Regions from separate parts of the Triticum aestivum genome. Here region 2 is linked to region 1. The links are chromatin contacts, called in public Hi-C maps. All regions are on one chromosome and are shown on one strand. The core of a region is the stretch at or near the end of the contact, and the rest is flanking DNA. Distances in the headings are between cores, read along the strand shown.

Evidence for each region. A called contact is a pair of places that touch in the nucleus more often than the background predicts.
Region 2: a contact with region 1 is called in a Hi-C map of leaf, with 5 times the contacts expected there. The contact joins the promoter of LOC123134391 here to the promoter of LOC123137930 in region 1. A contact is called at or near these places in 4 of 5 Hi-C or Micro-C datasets (leaf and root).

What each region holds. Positions count from the first base shown.
Region 1 is chr6B:547,348,730-547,351,941 of IWGSC CS RefSeq v2.1, reverse strand. LOC123137930 (ATPase family AAA domain-containing protein 3C) reads right to left here and starts at 1,433. Exons shown (of 8, transcript XM_044557824.1): 1 at 1,083-1,433; 2 at 905-1,000; 3 at 315-425; 4 at 1-180. The coding sequence starts at 1,343.
Region 2 is chr6B:547,776,157-547,779,368 of IWGSC CS RefSeq v2.1, reverse strand. It overlaps LOC123134391 (putative aminoacrylate hydrolase RutD), which reads left to right and starts at 1,604. Exons shown (of 4, transcript XM_044553652.1): 1 at 1,604-2,666; 2 at 2,951-3,040. The coding sequence starts at 1,935.

The DNA.
Region 1 (3,212 bases), core at 184-2,683:
AGAAATAGCATTCTCTTTGTTTGTCTCGCGATCATTTTTGGCCCTTTCTTTCAGAGTCTGTAGCTCTTGCTCTAAAATCTTCTGTTCTGTGGCACGCCTAGCTTGTTCTCTTTTTAAGGCACCAATCTCTTGCATCCTTACAAGTTCAGCGTCCCGTCGTCTTTCAGCTTCACGCTCTTCCTGTCAACATAGGTGCTTGATTAAATCATGTGTTGATGTTCTCCTTATAAACCCAATGCACCACAGGAAATAGCACCAACTTAACATAGATATAAACATTAACAAAGGTAGTTAGAGGGTAGAAGATTCAATACCTGTTTGCTTTTCTTAGCTAACTCATCCTCGTAGCGTAACCTTTGTGCCTCAATTTGTGATTGCTGTTTCAAATTTTCTCTATATTCTTCACCCATTTTCCGCTTCGCCTCCTGTCAGATAAGGGGCCGACACAAAAAATATGAGTGTATTGGCAGCAGCCATGTACAACGGCTCAATGCATCAACATAGTGAGACGCACAGATGAAATTTTATCCCACATAACGCATCTGTTCCAGTTTTAATTGGCATGAAGTTACAAATCGGTGAGTCCTTGCTATTCATGAAGATCGATGATGTGATTTGCTATGAATTATGACGTATACCACTTGAATGGTGAGATCCTAGATTTTTTATTCCAGACTAGAATGTTAACAGCTCTGCTTTCTTAAGCAGGTCTTGTTGTTGTTGCAGGAAGCTTTCTAAGCAAATTAATGGTTCTTCATTTCAAAGAAGTCGTGAACTCAAACACTACAGAAAGAGAATGCTCAAAAGGCGGATTAGGTAAAACAAATTCGAGTGGTCTAGCATTGGAATCGCGTGACATCGAGCAATTTTCGCATTAAAAGGGGAAAAGCCGCGAACAACTCACGATTTCCTTGACTTTCCAGTAGATATCGTGGTGGACCTTCTCCGCAGCCATCTCCGCGAGGCGCGTCTCCTCCTGGCTCTGCATCAGCCCAAACAGCTGCGGCCAAGCCCAACAACAGCAGGGGGCGTCAGAACGGGCAATAATCCGGGTAATAAGGGCAAGAGCGCGAGCAGCTTACCAGCTTGGCGTACCGGGAGCCATTGATCTGCCGCAGCGCGCGGGCCCCGCGCTCCAGCGCCTCGGGGTCGAACCCGCTGGAGCCGGAAGAGGCGGCGGCGGGGGCGGGGGCATCTGGAGGTGGAGGAGGAGGAGGAGCGGCGGGCTGGCGGCGGAAGGAGAAGATGCTATCCGCGTACGCGACTTCGCCGAGCGACGCCAATACCGCGGCCCCGGCGGCTACGGAGGCCGCCGCTTTCGCCGGCCGGAGTAGGCGGCGCATGGTGGGCGGGGGGCGCGAGGGTTTTCTCGGGGGTTTTGGCTAAGCGGCGACTGGAGAGAAATAGGAGAGGAGGACGGGATGGGAGAGAGCTCCCGTCGATGGGGGAGTTTTCCGGTAACCTTCTTTCTTGCTTTCCAAGCGAGAGTGCTGGATGGGCTTGTATTGGGCCTCGCCAGGTAGCATTCGGTTATATTCACTTTGGTTTGTGACGGCCCATATATCCTATTTGCCGCTCGTTGCGTCAAACTGCCGGGGCTTCCCACAAGCGAGCGACCGAGCAGCGACGCAACGGGCCGGCCTGTTTTAACCGTTCCAGCACTCCCGGTTTTGGGAACCTTCTAGAGGTTTCCAGCTGGTTTTTTCCGGTTTTGGGAACCTTCTAGAAGGTTCCTGAACCGGTTTTTTATTTTCCTTTCTTTTTCTATTTCAGTTTCTTTTTCTTTTCTTTTTTTCTTTTTTGTTTTTCAAGTTTATGTTTTCTCTCTCAAAAAAATGTTCGAGCTTTTACAAAAATGTTCAAAATTTGAAAAATGTTCGTGTTTTCAAATTTTGTTCATAAATTCAAAAACTGTATGCATTTACCAAAAAATGTTCAGAATTTTCAAAAAAAAATGTGTTAACAAAATTGTTCAGAATGTTTTCGTTCAAAATTTTGAAAACTTTTAAAAAAATGTTCGTGGTTTCAAAAAATGGTTCCGTTTCAAAAATTGTTTGCAATTTTCAAAAAATCTTTATGAATTTCTGAACATATTCGTTTTATATTTTCTTCATGTATTCAACTTTTGTTCACGTATTCAAAAAATGTTCAACTTTCAAATTTGTTTGGAATTTTTAAAATTGTTTCCTATTTCTAACTTTGGTCTAAAAATGTTCTTTTTCCTTTTCGGTTTCTTTTTTAGTTTCTTTTTTATTTTTCAATTTTTTTTGAAAAAAGTTCATGTTTCAAAAATTGTTCGTAACCTTAAAAAATTTGTTCCCACTTTCAAAAAACCTTATTTTTTTAAAAAAATGGCCGCATTTTCCAAATTGTTCATAAATTCAAAGAATGTTCGCATTTTAAACAAAATGTTGTGGGATTTAAAAAATGTTCCCTTTTTAAAAAATGTTCGTATTTGCCTTTTTTTGTTTTCTTTTTTTCCATTTTCGTTTTTTCTGTTTCAAGTTTTTTGTATTTCTCTTTCCTTTTCTCTTTTTCTTTTTTATTTGTTTTGTATTTATTTTTCTATTTGCTTATTCTTTCTATTTTTATTTTCCATGATTCTAAAATTTGTTTGAAATTTCAAAAAATGTTCGGAAGTTAAAAAATAGTTCCTTTTTTAAAAAATTTGTTCAAAAGTTCCAAAAAAATCATGATTTTTTTTACCAATTGTTCGCATATTTTGTAAAAATGTTCACCTTTAATAAAATGTTCATCAACTTTAAAAAAATTCCTGTTTCGAAATATGTTCTGAATTTCTAAAAAAGTGTCCACCTTTCAAAATATGTTCATAACTCCAAAAAATGTTCTGCTTTTTAATTTTTGTGCACAAATTCCAATAATGATCATAACGTTCGCATTTTGATAAATTTTGTTTACAGTTTCAATTTTTGTTTACAGGTGCAAAACATGTGTCCTTTTTTTTCCAAAATGTTGTTTTACAATTGTTCATTTTTCGGACATTTGTTTATAAATCCCAAAATGTTCTTCTTTATAAATTTGTTCGCAAATATTCAAAAATTGTTCGTGTTTGTAAAAAAATTGGGATTGAAAAAATGTTCCCACTTTTCAAAATTTGTTCACAAATTAAAACATTCTTTCCGTTTTTAAATTATGTTACCTATCCAAAAATTGGGCAATTTTTTCAATACTTATTCGTGTATTACGAAAAT
Region 2 (3,212 bases), core at 355-2,854, 430 kb before region 1:
CCGTCCGATAGCTGGCTGTCGACGCCGCTCCGCACTAGCGTGGTCACCACCATAGTTTCGCCGAGACATGGTGTCCTAGAGCTTTGCCTCGTCACTCTGGTCATCCTTGACGACAAAAACAAGCGAAGAAGCCGCAGAACGACCGAATCGACCGCGTCTTCAACCTCGGAGCCGCCGGCCGTTGCCGTCGAATTCAACACCTTCAGAGCACCCCTGACCTCGCCGGCCTGCTCACCTGAATCGCCATGAGCTCCTCTCCTTTTACCCCTTTCTCCCGTTGTCGAATTTGTTCGGTAACTAATTCCTTCGCCATGCCGGAGAGCTCCGGCCGTCGTGCCTCTCTGCCGTCGTTGTTTGAGCACAAATTGATTATGCGTGAGCACTATACTGAGACCATGGAGCTCCAACGATGCCATCTAGCTGCTTAGCTCGCTCGCTTGCAAGCTGTAACTCGGCGCTCATGCAAGCCCGAGCTCCGCCACCGCGCAGCTCGCCGCCGTCAACGCTGCTGGACACCCTAGCATCTTACTGCCGGCGCGGCCGCCGCCGGCGGGCCCTTCCGCGTCTCCTCCCTTTCCTCTCGAAGTCCATCTCCCGCCGACGCGCCCGCATGCTTGCCTCTGCTCCGAATCAGCCATCGCAGGGCAGAGTAACAGAGGAGGAAGAAGAAGATAAAAGGAGCATAAGAGGATGAGTGGCTGACTGATGGGTCCCCCGTCCACCTCAGCGGGTCAAACTTTGACTTGGATTAGTCTTTGCCACGTCGGCCCGACAGGCGGGACCCACCTGTCGGTTTTGCTGTTTTGGCGACCAAATTCCAGCATCAGTGCTCCGCGTTACGCATTAGGCTCATAACTGGTGGTTCTTTGTGACTTGGCTCAAATCTGGTATCAAGTTGTTACCCTAGCCCCAAGTGTGGTGGTTTTGGGTAAATAACTCTAGATATGGTTATAGCTTTTTGTTACTATCACAAAAGTGGATGAGGACAACGCGTCTTTAGTTTATTCCAACGTTTGTAATCATCGCTAGTTGGTCCATAGATCTGGTTATAGTTTTTTGTTACTTATATATGGTGTTCTTTGTACTATCGTGACAGATTATGAATAGATCGAAAGTTTGTCTTAAAGAAACAAAAATCTTATCTAGAGGATGGCAGTTTTTATAAAGTAGCATGACAATTTTAGTAATTTTTCAAAACGTGCCATTTTTATAAATTTGTGCGTATTTTTTGGCCAATGTCATTTATATCTAGAAGATGGCAGTTTTAAAGTTTAGCATGTCAAAAATGTCAGATCACTCGACTTTTTTCGTTTTAAAGTTTAACGTGGCATTTTTCAAACAAAAAAACTGTTTAATTGGTCTTTTTTGGGTCAATCGGGGCTCGCCCTGGCCTGCCCCCTGGCAAACGGCCAGAAAGGGTCGCTAGGAGCTGCTCAGCTCCTTGGCGATGGCGATCGAGCGACAGTTATTGGGTCCTAAAAAAATTATGTCCAAAGTGTGGAGAAATGCTTGAGAAGCAGCCGGCGCGTCACAGTAGTAGGATGGGTTTGTTGCGCCAAGCCACCAATCGAAGCTAAACGTACGCGCATGTGTGGATTGTGGTAGATCACTAAACCCCACTAAACCCGCCCCCTGTTCCTTCTCTGTTCCCGTTGGATCGCTTCTTGCTGCTGCCCTATCCCTCCCACGATCGCCACCCAACTCCCACCCGTCCTCAGGCCGGTCGCCGTCAGTAGCCGCCGTCGACGTCACCGGTCGTTACAACGCCCGTCGTCGCGTTCTCACAGGTCACAGCTGACCCCTGCTCCTCCGGCGTCCCCCCTACTAATACAAGCCCGGCCACTGCTCCGAGTTCAAACACTTGAGCCGCAACGTGCACGTGCTAGCACACTACAGCCGCCCACGCACGTAGGCACGGCAAGGTCACAGGGAAGATGGTGAACTTGATCGAGGCGCAGAAGCCGCTGCTGACGGGGATGATGAGGCTGGCCGGGCTCCGCCCCATCGACGTCGAGCTGGAGCCGGGCACAACCATGCACGTCTGGGCTCCCAAGCACCACGCCGGCAAGAAAGGAACCACCATCAGCCCGCACGATGCCAGCGCCGCCGTCGCCGCAGGGGAAGACGCCGCCGCCGCCAAGAAGCCATCAGGCGGCCGTCGTGGGAGCAGGAGGAAGGGCCCCGAGTCCAAGCCCAACGTGGTCCTCATCCACGGCTTCGCCGCCGAGGGCAACGTGACGTTCCAGTTCAACTTCGGCGTGCTGGTGTCGCGCTACAACGTGTACATCCCGGACCTGCTCTTCTTCGGCAAGTCGTCCACGACGGACAGCGCCGACCGGACCCCGGAGTTCCAGGCGCGGTGCGTGGCGGCGGCGCTGGCGCGGCTCGGCGTGGCGCGCTGCGACGTGGTCGGGTTCAGCTACGGTGGCATGGTGGCGTTCAAGCTGGCGGAGGCGCGGCCGGACCTGGTGCGGTCGCTGGCCGTGTCCGGGTCCGTGGTGGCCATGACGGACGCCGTGAACAGGGAGACCATGGAGCGGCTCGGCGCAGGGTCCTCCGCGGAGCTGCTCATGCCGGAGACGCTCCAGGGGCTCAAAGCGCTCTTCTCCGTCTCCATGTACCGGAAGATGTGGTTCCCGGACAGGATGTACAAGGACTACCTCAAGGTAATCAAGTTAGCACACCTATGTCTAGAACTCTAATGTTAAGTAATTTGGAACTGTTTATTAGTAAATGTGAATGCTAATTTTTGGAATTGACATAGTAGTAGTTCCTTTTCTTTCTTATTAATTAAATGCTGATTTTCTTGAATTGTTGTAACTTGAAATTTCTCATGTTTAGAAATAACACACATAGTGTTTTCTGTTTGTCTGGGAAATGCAGTGTTGGTTGGCGTAATTTGGGTGGTTAACTAATGCACGTACATGTGTTTTGCTTTGGTGATGAGTAGGCGATGTTCACGAATAGGAAGGAGAGGCTGGAGCTGCTGCAGGGGTTGCTAGACAGCAACATGGATGCAAAGATACCGACTTTCCAGCAGGTAAGTAAGCAGTGCCTTTGTTTAAGTCAAACCAAGCAACACCTACTTAATAACACTCCTACCTATATTGTTCTGTTCACCAAACCTGTCTTACAAAGGCCTGACTGAAACGAAAGCAGTTGCCTAGTTTCTAGTGAGCGTGACTGCCAAATTGCAAATATGGCACCATCAT